2 separate regions of the Mus musculus genome follow, and region 2 is linked to region 1. A link is a contact called in public Hi-C data. All regions are on one chromosome and are shown on one strand. Each heading gives the region's core, a stretch centred on a gene start, on an enhancer-like site or on the middle of the called end of the contact. The rest is flanking DNA. Distances are from core to core; before and after follow the strand shown.

Region 1 (4,446 bases), core at 1,370-3,869:
ATGCAAACTGGCTGAGAATCAGTTTCAGATGGTAAGTTCACACAGTGGCAAATGAACCGCTTGTGTTAAGGAATCAGCTGCAGTGAAAAATTTTAAGCTATAATTATGCAAAACAATTCATTTTTCTACACATAAAAGGACTGGGGACAACATTTCTCATTATATTCCAAAGAAAGAGGATAACAAAGACGTCTTGGAAACAGTGAAGATTGAACCTCGATGAGTTAGAAAAAGAATCAACTTATCTTTTCAACAGCTTTAGTCTTTGGAGATCATTGTAAGGAGACATTTTATAATTACCCTAATTCTCATACAATACTCTAAAACTCTTATAAATATTTTAATCTTTATGCTGCTCCTTCAATGTCTAATAAAAAAAGACCTACCCTGGAAGTCTGTACTCTTAGAATGTGGTGTATTAAACAAAGCACAAGGCACTTGGTGGCCCTCTGGATGCTGAAAGCACTTCCTTGTCATCTCATAGCCCTACCTTATCTCCCATTATGCTCTGGTTGGTGATGTCATGTCTGTTTTCTTGGTTTTTCTTTTTCCATTTGAGACAGGATCTTGCTACATGGCCCAAGCAGGTGTCTAACCTGTGATCACACTACCTCCATTTCTTAGGCTGCTCTCTTTGTTGATGTCCCAGAAGTACTGGCTTTCTAAACCAAAGACTCTCATTATTGACTGCTCCTGCTATGGCTTTGTGGGTATCTTCAGTAGCATGTCAGTGGCATCATAATCTTGGGGAGATGACACATTGGGACAGGACTGGAAAGTGCAAGCCAATGAGATTTTTGAGAATTAGGCCAGTTCAGGGACGATGGAGATGCCCTTGTGAAATCATGAGGATATGAGTTTGAATTCCCAGTACCCACATAAAAATCTTCATGTGTCTCTAACGCCAACATTGGAAGTAGAGACAGGCAGATCCTAGGAGCCCTCCAGCCATCAAACTTAGCCAAAATAGTAGGTTTCTGGTTCAGAGATCCTGACTGAAAAGAAAAAGGCAGAGAAGACATTCAACATCCTCCTCTGGCTTCTGTATATGTATGCATGAGTCTGCATATCTGTACACTGAGCTGCATGCAAAACACACACACATACAAGCCAAAAACCAACCAAACACAAAGGACTGGCCAGCTAGGTGGCTAACTCTAGGGAAGAAACATATTTCTATATCTAGAGCCCTATTGCAAACATTACTATTTCCAACACATCACTTAACGAGATGACAAAAAAAAAAAAAGGCACAAAGTCAAATATCAAAACTGGAATTCTGGAGATCGTTCTGCCCTCTTTCCAGTTGTGAATAGCCTGGGCTTCACCTGAGCAGGTGTTGAGTGTGAGCTAAAGCACACCCCAGCAACCTTGGTCTGTCCTTCCTGACTCCAACCACACCATTCACGTTCCTTCCAGGAGCTTTTGTGAATATCACCAGAATAAGAACAACATCTGAGGTTGATTTCTAGCCTCCACACACATATGCAACACATGTATACCAGCACATCCAAATTACTGTGACATAGAGAAACACACATGTGCAGGTATCTTGGACTGGGAGACACCAGAGCTATAGCAGGCTATGGCTGCACAAGTATAAAGCTCTTGCAGGGTGGGGCTGTTGGAGCAGATAGAAAGCATCATGATTGCAAGGTCGAGTAGACCAGGGATAGGATAATGAAGAAGAAAGGAACACAAAGGTTACTCTGAGCACAATCATGCTATAGGCCTCTGTCCCATCAATTTGACACCTCTGACTTCTTGTCCATCAAGAAGTGACTGACAAGAGAAAATGTGGTGCATGTATACAATACTTTTATTTAGCCTCAAAGAATAAAATAATATTATTAAGAAAATGGATGGAACTGGATATAACGATAATATAAAAAATAAGGCAGACTTGGAAAGACAAGTATGACACGCCTTTCTTCCTATCAGAGGCTAGGTTTTTAAGAAAGTAGAAATGAAGTTATTTGGCAAGAGGAAGTGTTCAGTGGAAAGGGGAGGGGGAAATGAGGATGGTGGTGGGTATGATCAAAGTGCATAGCATACGCACATGAACGAGCCAAAATGAGACACATTATTTTATATAATGAACATATACTGATTGAAAAAAAATCAAAGGAAGCTATTTTGAGAAGAGAAAAAAAAGAGAGAAATAAAACCCCATTTGGCCGAGTGTAGTAGCACAGGCTTGTGATCCCTGCACTCATAAGAAATGGAGGAGGAAGAGGGAGAGGGGGAGGAGGCAGGGGAAGCGATGCATCTATCTTTAGAAGCATCCTTTCTTCCTTCACCTCTCTCAGTTTTGTTCGGTTTCCTCAGATGCTTAGGTATATTTTGAGAACAAGCATTAATTCTCTGAAACTCATATATTAATACACGATCCACAAACTATGTCTTTCTCTTCATCATTCTCTGCTCCTTACAGTTTTAATATGAAGTATCCCCCCACAGACTCATTTCATTGAAGGTTTGGTCCTCAGTACCCTGTTGAGACCTTCGGCTTTCAGGCTGTGGCTACATCATGAGGAAGCTAGTTTCAGCTTCCTCTTCATCTTCTGGTGCATTCATAGTTGAATGAACTCGTGAGAGGGGATAGAAGGCACAGGGGGTGGAGCAAGTTTCAGGAAGTAGGTCATTGGGGGTGTAACCTCGAAAGAATACATCGCTGTCTCTTCCCTACAACTTGGCTTGTGTGAGATTACCTTACCTCCTTCTCAGTACAAACCACCAGCATTATTCCAGCTCATGTGAGGTCAGGGCAAAACCCAGGTTGCTGAGTTTCCCTGTCCAAGTTTTGTAAAAGAGATAAACAGGGCTGATCATGACTCCACAGATGCAGAAGAGCTGGTAGGCTCAACTACGAGCCACTGTACCAAGATGACAGCTCTAATTGTCAAGTGAACTAATCATGGCCCTAGAAACTTCACACTGGGGCCTCAGTGAATGATGAATCCCAGTCCCCTCCATCCTCCACCAAGAAGTACAGTTCACAGGTGACACCCTTATGTGCAAGTCAAGTCTTCATTCAGAGGATTGGAAAGACAGCTAAACCAAAACAGAGACCAAGATAAAGGGGAGGGAAAAAAAAAAAAAAGAGTATCTGTGTGGGATTGTGAAGGTTGAGTGGTGAGCAGGAAGTGGAGTTCAAAAGAGGGACTAATGGCTCACAAAGGCAGCAAGAAGTGGGAAGGAGCAATTAATTGGATCAGTCTGTGAAGGTTCAAAACAGTCTTCTAGCGTGACGACGTAATATCCTGATTCCCAAGTCAGGATCCCCAAGTCCTCCATATGACTAATAATTAAAGCCAGCTCCTGGGAAATAAATTCTTTAATTTGTATATTCTAAGTGGGGACAGCAGATATCCCTTTGACCTTATTCAAAATTGTCTTTTGGAAGGTAAATGCCTAAGACTCTCAAAAAAACAAAAATATTTAGAAGTACACTGTAGAATAATAAGGAGGATCTCGAGGAGGTTGGGAAAAAAGGACAGGAATCAGCCTGTAGCCCCAGAGACTGAGCATCATCCCCACAGCCCACCCTTCACTTCTGAAAACCCAGGTGCTCACCAGTGTACACCCCAGGGATTCCTGCTAAGGAAACTGCCAGATCTTCTATTTGCTTTCTGTATTTTGCTAATGAACTTTCCATCTGAAGGCCCACGGGTACAGATACCCATTCCACCAGAAAGCTTAGCAGAAGTAGAGTAGCCAGGAGCACGGCAGCAAGCAGAGGTGACAAGCATAGCATCCTTCAGGATCTCAGAGCAGAAAAAGACTGTTCGGCAGTTGTCCCCATCCACCAAGACCTGGACACAAATCCCAGGCCACATAAGGAACCATGATCCTGTGTCTGTCAAAACGGTCACCATGACAACCATGTAAAATATTGAAGGTGATTTTTTTTAGATTAAATTTTTAAGATGATTTCTTTTTTTTGAGATTATAATATAATTACGTAATTTCTCACTTCCCTTTCCTCCCACCAAACCCTACATACCTCTTCTTGCTCTTTGCCAAATTCATGGACTCTCTTTTTCATCAATTGTTGTTACATATGTATATACACATAAATACATAAGTGTATCCTTTTCAGACTATTTGCTACTTGTATGTAAGTTTTCAGGACTGACCGTTTGGTGTTAGATGCTCTAATGGGGAAGACTATTTCTCCTCTTCTCACTTAGTTGCTTGCAGTTCTCTGCGTAGACAGAGATCATTAGAGAGAACTGTAACCAATCAAGATGCAGAGTTGTAGATCCAAGCTGCAAGTGATACATCCACAAAACAACTCCCATGCCTAAGGCTCAGGGATTATTCTAGAAGAATATGCAAAAAGACTGTAAGACCCAGAGGGGCAGAGAGTTTGCTGAGAGATTGTGTCTCCTAGAAGACTGCCTAAGCATGAGCTGAACAGAGATAACAACATGCATCCAAACA
Region 2 (4,446 bases), core at 1,339-3,838, 520 kb before region 1:
TAATGTCTCTTTTCATCTGCTTCGTTCTGCTTGTTTTTTTTTTCATGTAACTTCATCATTGTGTGACTAATGACAAAATCATTTAACTATTGATCACAGAATAAGATATTAGAACCCACTCAGTCCTTTTTGTTAGGTTTTAATGTTATCCTTACTTAATGTGATTAAGAGTGAGTGGGGGGGGGTGCCTCGGCCATGTTCTAAATAATTCATGTTTGCAAGAAAGTTTCACCCAAAGACATGAGCAAAACATGGCACTAATCCTCAAAGGCCCTGCTTCCCAGTGTGAAAAGCAGACAGATAAATAGCCTTCCAGTCTCTGCCTAAGTGTGAAGGGCTAATTGCTAATCATCTCACATTGGAGGAAAAAACCTTCGGTTGAAATGGAAGCAGCAAAAAGGAAAACTGATCCCCAGGGAAAAGCGAATTTAGGAAGAAAAGAGAACTACAAAAACCTTCCAAGCTCCAGCTGCAACATACAAAGTCCAGAGAAGACCCTGTGTCTCACGAAGCTGCTGAGTGTGTAACAGTGTAACAGTGTAATGGTATAACAGTGTAACAGTGTAACCAAGCCCTGAGAGTTGGAGACCTGCAGACTAAACTCAGATCACTTCCACTGATAGCATTTTTCCAAGCCTCAGCTTTGTTCTCAACTTCAGCTTCCAGTTTTGTGAAAAGCTTGAGTTCTCCCATGATAGAAACCATACTCTGCATCTGCCAATGCTCAAACCTAAATCAGCACTCAGTGCTCATCTTTTAAGAACATGCCCAATTTTTCCTTGCTGGAAAGTTCTGTGTGGATGTGCACATGTGGACAAGTATTCACTTCTGTTTTACATACTGTCATCTCCTTAGCTATTCATGTGTAGTGGAGATAGGATCAACTGATTTGAGCACATAAAAACTGTAAAATTCATTTAATTTACCAATGAGAAACCTAAGTCCAGAGATACTTCCAAGGTGACTTGGAAAGTCCAAATTTGCATGCCTTTAAACCTATAGACACTAAAGTCTATCTCTCAAAAGGCCATTGAAAGACAGAGAACACCATGTAGGAAAGGATCTCCAGATGAGACTTTTAAAAAGTTATTTTTTAAAATGGGTATTAGTATTTGGCTCCCTTCTGTGTCTGTGATTACCATATGTGCGCCTGTGGAGATGAAAAAGGTCTCCCCGAACTGGAGTTACAGATGGTTTTGAGCTGCCATGTGGGTGCTGGAAACTAAACCTAGATCCCCTGGAAGAGAAAGCAGTGCTTTTAACCATTGAGCCATCTCTCTAGCCTTCCAGATTAGCCTTTGCTGAGGGTGAATGAGGATTGGCACAGCAGAGCTTCTTGCTTCTGACTTAGAGTAGAAGGAATTGTGTCAAGTGTCAACAAACCACTTGAGGCATAAGTGCTTAAGATCTGACTGGTAACAGAGGATAGATGAAAAACACCCCTGTGCATGAACAACAAGACTGTAGTGTTCATAAGAAGGACCACAAATGACAAAGAAAAGGTTAGCACTGACTCCTTGGGGTCATGGTAGCATACTCTAGAGCTTCAGGGAATTCTATCTGTGCCATTAAGTAGAATGGGCTGTGTTACAAAATGAACAGTGGTAAACTGAACAGTGCCTTTGAAATCATGTCAGAATAATTGAGCAACATTCTTTCCAGGAATATTTTTCTGCCTGAAGTAGATAAATAACAAAAAATAGAGAAAACCCAAAAACAAAACTCATCAACAAGAAGCCAGAAAAGTATTGTATCTTGCTTAATTAAGTGGCTATAGAATGGATATAGTGGGTTATGATTTTATTATTTATTTTGCCTACATATGTTTGACCTTTCTGTTCGACCTCTCATGATGATGATGTGTGTGTGTGTATGTGTGTGTGTGTGTGTGTGTGTGTGTGTGTGTGTGTGTGTGTATACGTTCACACATATAGCTGGTCTTTTCCTGGCCTCTGCTGATATTCTGCCTCTGCCTATTTAATTATACTGATACATCTTTTCTCTTTCCACACTGTGCCCTGCACTTTGATCCTATAATCCCACTTGAGGTGGCTTTCCTAAACACCTCAGATTGCTAATTGAGTCCAGCCTTGAGTCCTGGGCATTACCATCAGTCACACTCTGGTCCCTTGAATCCATTGTAATAACTGACTGAACTTCAGCTCCATATTTTCATCTCAGAGGCCCACATACAGTTCAAATCCCAGGGTCTCTGCACACCCATTGCCTCTGCTTTTCCTCTTGAGCTCTTCATTTCATTCCATTTCCCCCAGAATTACATGGGAGTTAGGGACATGGAGGCTTCTGTAGATCTTCTGGTTCTCTTGTCCTCCCCTCTCCTCCATTTTCACCACCCACCTAACATATTATCTAGTCAAAAAAAAAAAAAAGCAATTTGACTTGAGCTCTATCAGTGGTTGTTTCTTGCTATAGGGAACCACTCACACCCACCATAGGATAAATATATTCCTTAATAATCTGCATTCACATTCCTTCTGGAATTATACTGTGTTTCCCTCTTCTCTCAGGAGATCAGCATATGTACCTCCAGGCTTGCTCACATCCCACGCTCATCCTTCAGAGATTCCACACTATCTTCCCATAACTGCCAGCTGGGATCTGCCCCTCCCTGCTCTGCCTTTCTCTTTCCTTGATGTTCTGGTGACTGGCATGGTTTCGCTTCCTGTATGAGTCTGCAGATCCTTGAGCATTGAAGCCTTTTCTTATTCATCTTTGTCTCCTAGGGCCAACCAAGAGATTGTATATACGTTTGTTAAATGGCACAAAGAAATAATGGGAAAGGTTACCTGGGGGGCTTTTTCTTTCTGATCGGATCACTTTGATCATTGGAAGGATGGAAGGCCGGGAGGAGGGTGGTTTTATGACGAACATCTACTTAGTGCTGCTTATTTCTCGATGTGGTTTCTATGTTCTCTCCTTCAATCCTCACAGGGCATTTATAGGGTTACTATTATTACCCCACTTCCATATGAGCATAATGAAGTTCAGAGTCTGAGTGTCTGGCTCATCGGTAGAGTTCAGGTCCTGGAATTCAGTGAAAACTAGGACAGAGATTCAAATTAACTTGATATTACCCTCCAGCCATTGACGTAGTTAACAACTCAGCTTGAAGTGGCTTAGCTGTATGGATAAGCTATAGAAATATAATATTATTTCCTTATTCGAAATTCTCATGATCTCTGTCTGTGTGTGTATGCATGCGTTTGTGTGTGTGTGTGTGTGTGAGAGAGAGAGAGAGAGAGAGAGAGAGAGAGAGAGAGAGAGAGAGAGAGAAATCTCAATGCAGAAATAAGCATTGAGTGTCTTTCTTCCGGCACTGTCCATCTTAATTTTTGAGACTAGGACTCCCAATGGCCTGGTGTCCATCTAGTAGTCTAGGCTAGGTGGCTAGCAACCACTCAGGAGCCTGGCTGGGATTACAAGCATGCCCATTATGTTTTGCCTTTGTTGTCATCGAGTTTAACATGGGCTCTTGGAATCAAACTCAGGTCCTCATACTTGGAAGGCAAGTGTCTACTGACTAAGCTACCTCCTTTACCTGGCAGCATTGTTTTCAGAACTAATTAAATTTGATTCTCCAGGGTAGAGCTTTATGAGCCTTAAAACTGGGAATGCTACTCATTTCTTCTCTTTGCTCCCATTACTTCTACCCGAATGCTCAGAGAGCTGGACGTATATACACACACATTTCTGCCTGTACTTGCTCTTACCTACAATTCTTTGTCAAGAATTCATTTGCAATGTTAATGAGCATATGGGTCTGACATAATTACATATATGCTTTTCTTACACTTTCAGAATAATAACATTCTTGAAATGTACTCTTCTACCCACCCCTTTCTCTGGTCCTGGAAATGGAACCCAGTGCTCTCATATATGCAGAACAGCAACTTTACCACTGAGCCATCTCTAGTCCAGAATTTTAATTTGTCATGGACCATCACTGTAGACTCTAGTCTTTAGAGACTCAGAAATCTTGATCTAGAAAAATTTCTAATAAGAAACATTTACTTCAGTCAGTTAAGAGTAAAGAGAAGTGGTAGTCTTTATTGGGTCCTTTATCAGGTAAAATTTATATTGGTTTGTTGGTGATGACTGACAACCTAAGGAGTCACTAAGAGCAAACTTACTTGTCCTTCATCTAACCCAAATGCTCACTCCTCTGACTCTTCCTACTATGTGGGTGGAAAAGATTCTCCACCCACAGAAGGAATACCATATTTGTTCACATACATTTACAAAGAGTTACAATTTTTTTCATGGATTGTGAGTTAAACTTAGGCATCAGCTTTTTTTCCAGGGTTGGGGGTCAGGAGGAGGTGGTATGGAGGTGGGGAAGCCATAGAAATAATGTATAATGTTCAGAGAAATAACATTAACAGGATGCCTATTGTTTGAACACTACATAGGTTTCTTCCAGTGGAG

What was found. A called contact is a pair of places that touch in the nucleus more often than the background predicts.
Region 2: a contact with region 1 is called in a Hi-C map of bone marrow-derived macrophages, with 23 read pairs. The contact joins two enhancer-like sites. A contact is called at or near these places in 2 of 484 Hi-C or Micro-C datasets (bone marrow-derived macrophages and nephron progenitors) and 1 of 115 datasets of contacts at active chromatin or transcription factors (regulatory T cells).

Annotation. Positions count from the first base shown.
Region 1 is chr8:127,813,139-127,817,584 of GRCm38.p6, reverse strand. No RefSeq gene overlaps it. Among named protein-coding and RNA genes, the nearest start is that of Gm32590, 9.6 kb to the right of the region's middle. Within about 2 kb of position 2,619, at least 47 of the 459 cell types and tissues checked have an H3K27ac peak or open chromatin away from gene starts, as enhancers often do. A contact at or near this core is called in bone marrow-derived macrophages, where this site is marked.
Region 2 is chr8:128,334,348-128,338,793 of GRCm38.p6, reverse strand. The region is part of intron 1 of A930035F09Rik (a long non-coding RNA gene); the gene reads left to right. Among named protein-coding and RNA genes, the nearest start is that of A930035F09Rik, 22 kb to the left of the region's middle. Within about 2 kb of position 2,588, at least 14 of the 459 cell types and tissues checked have an H3K27ac peak or open chromatin away from gene starts, as enhancers often do. A contact at or near this core is called in bone marrow-derived macrophages, where this site is marked.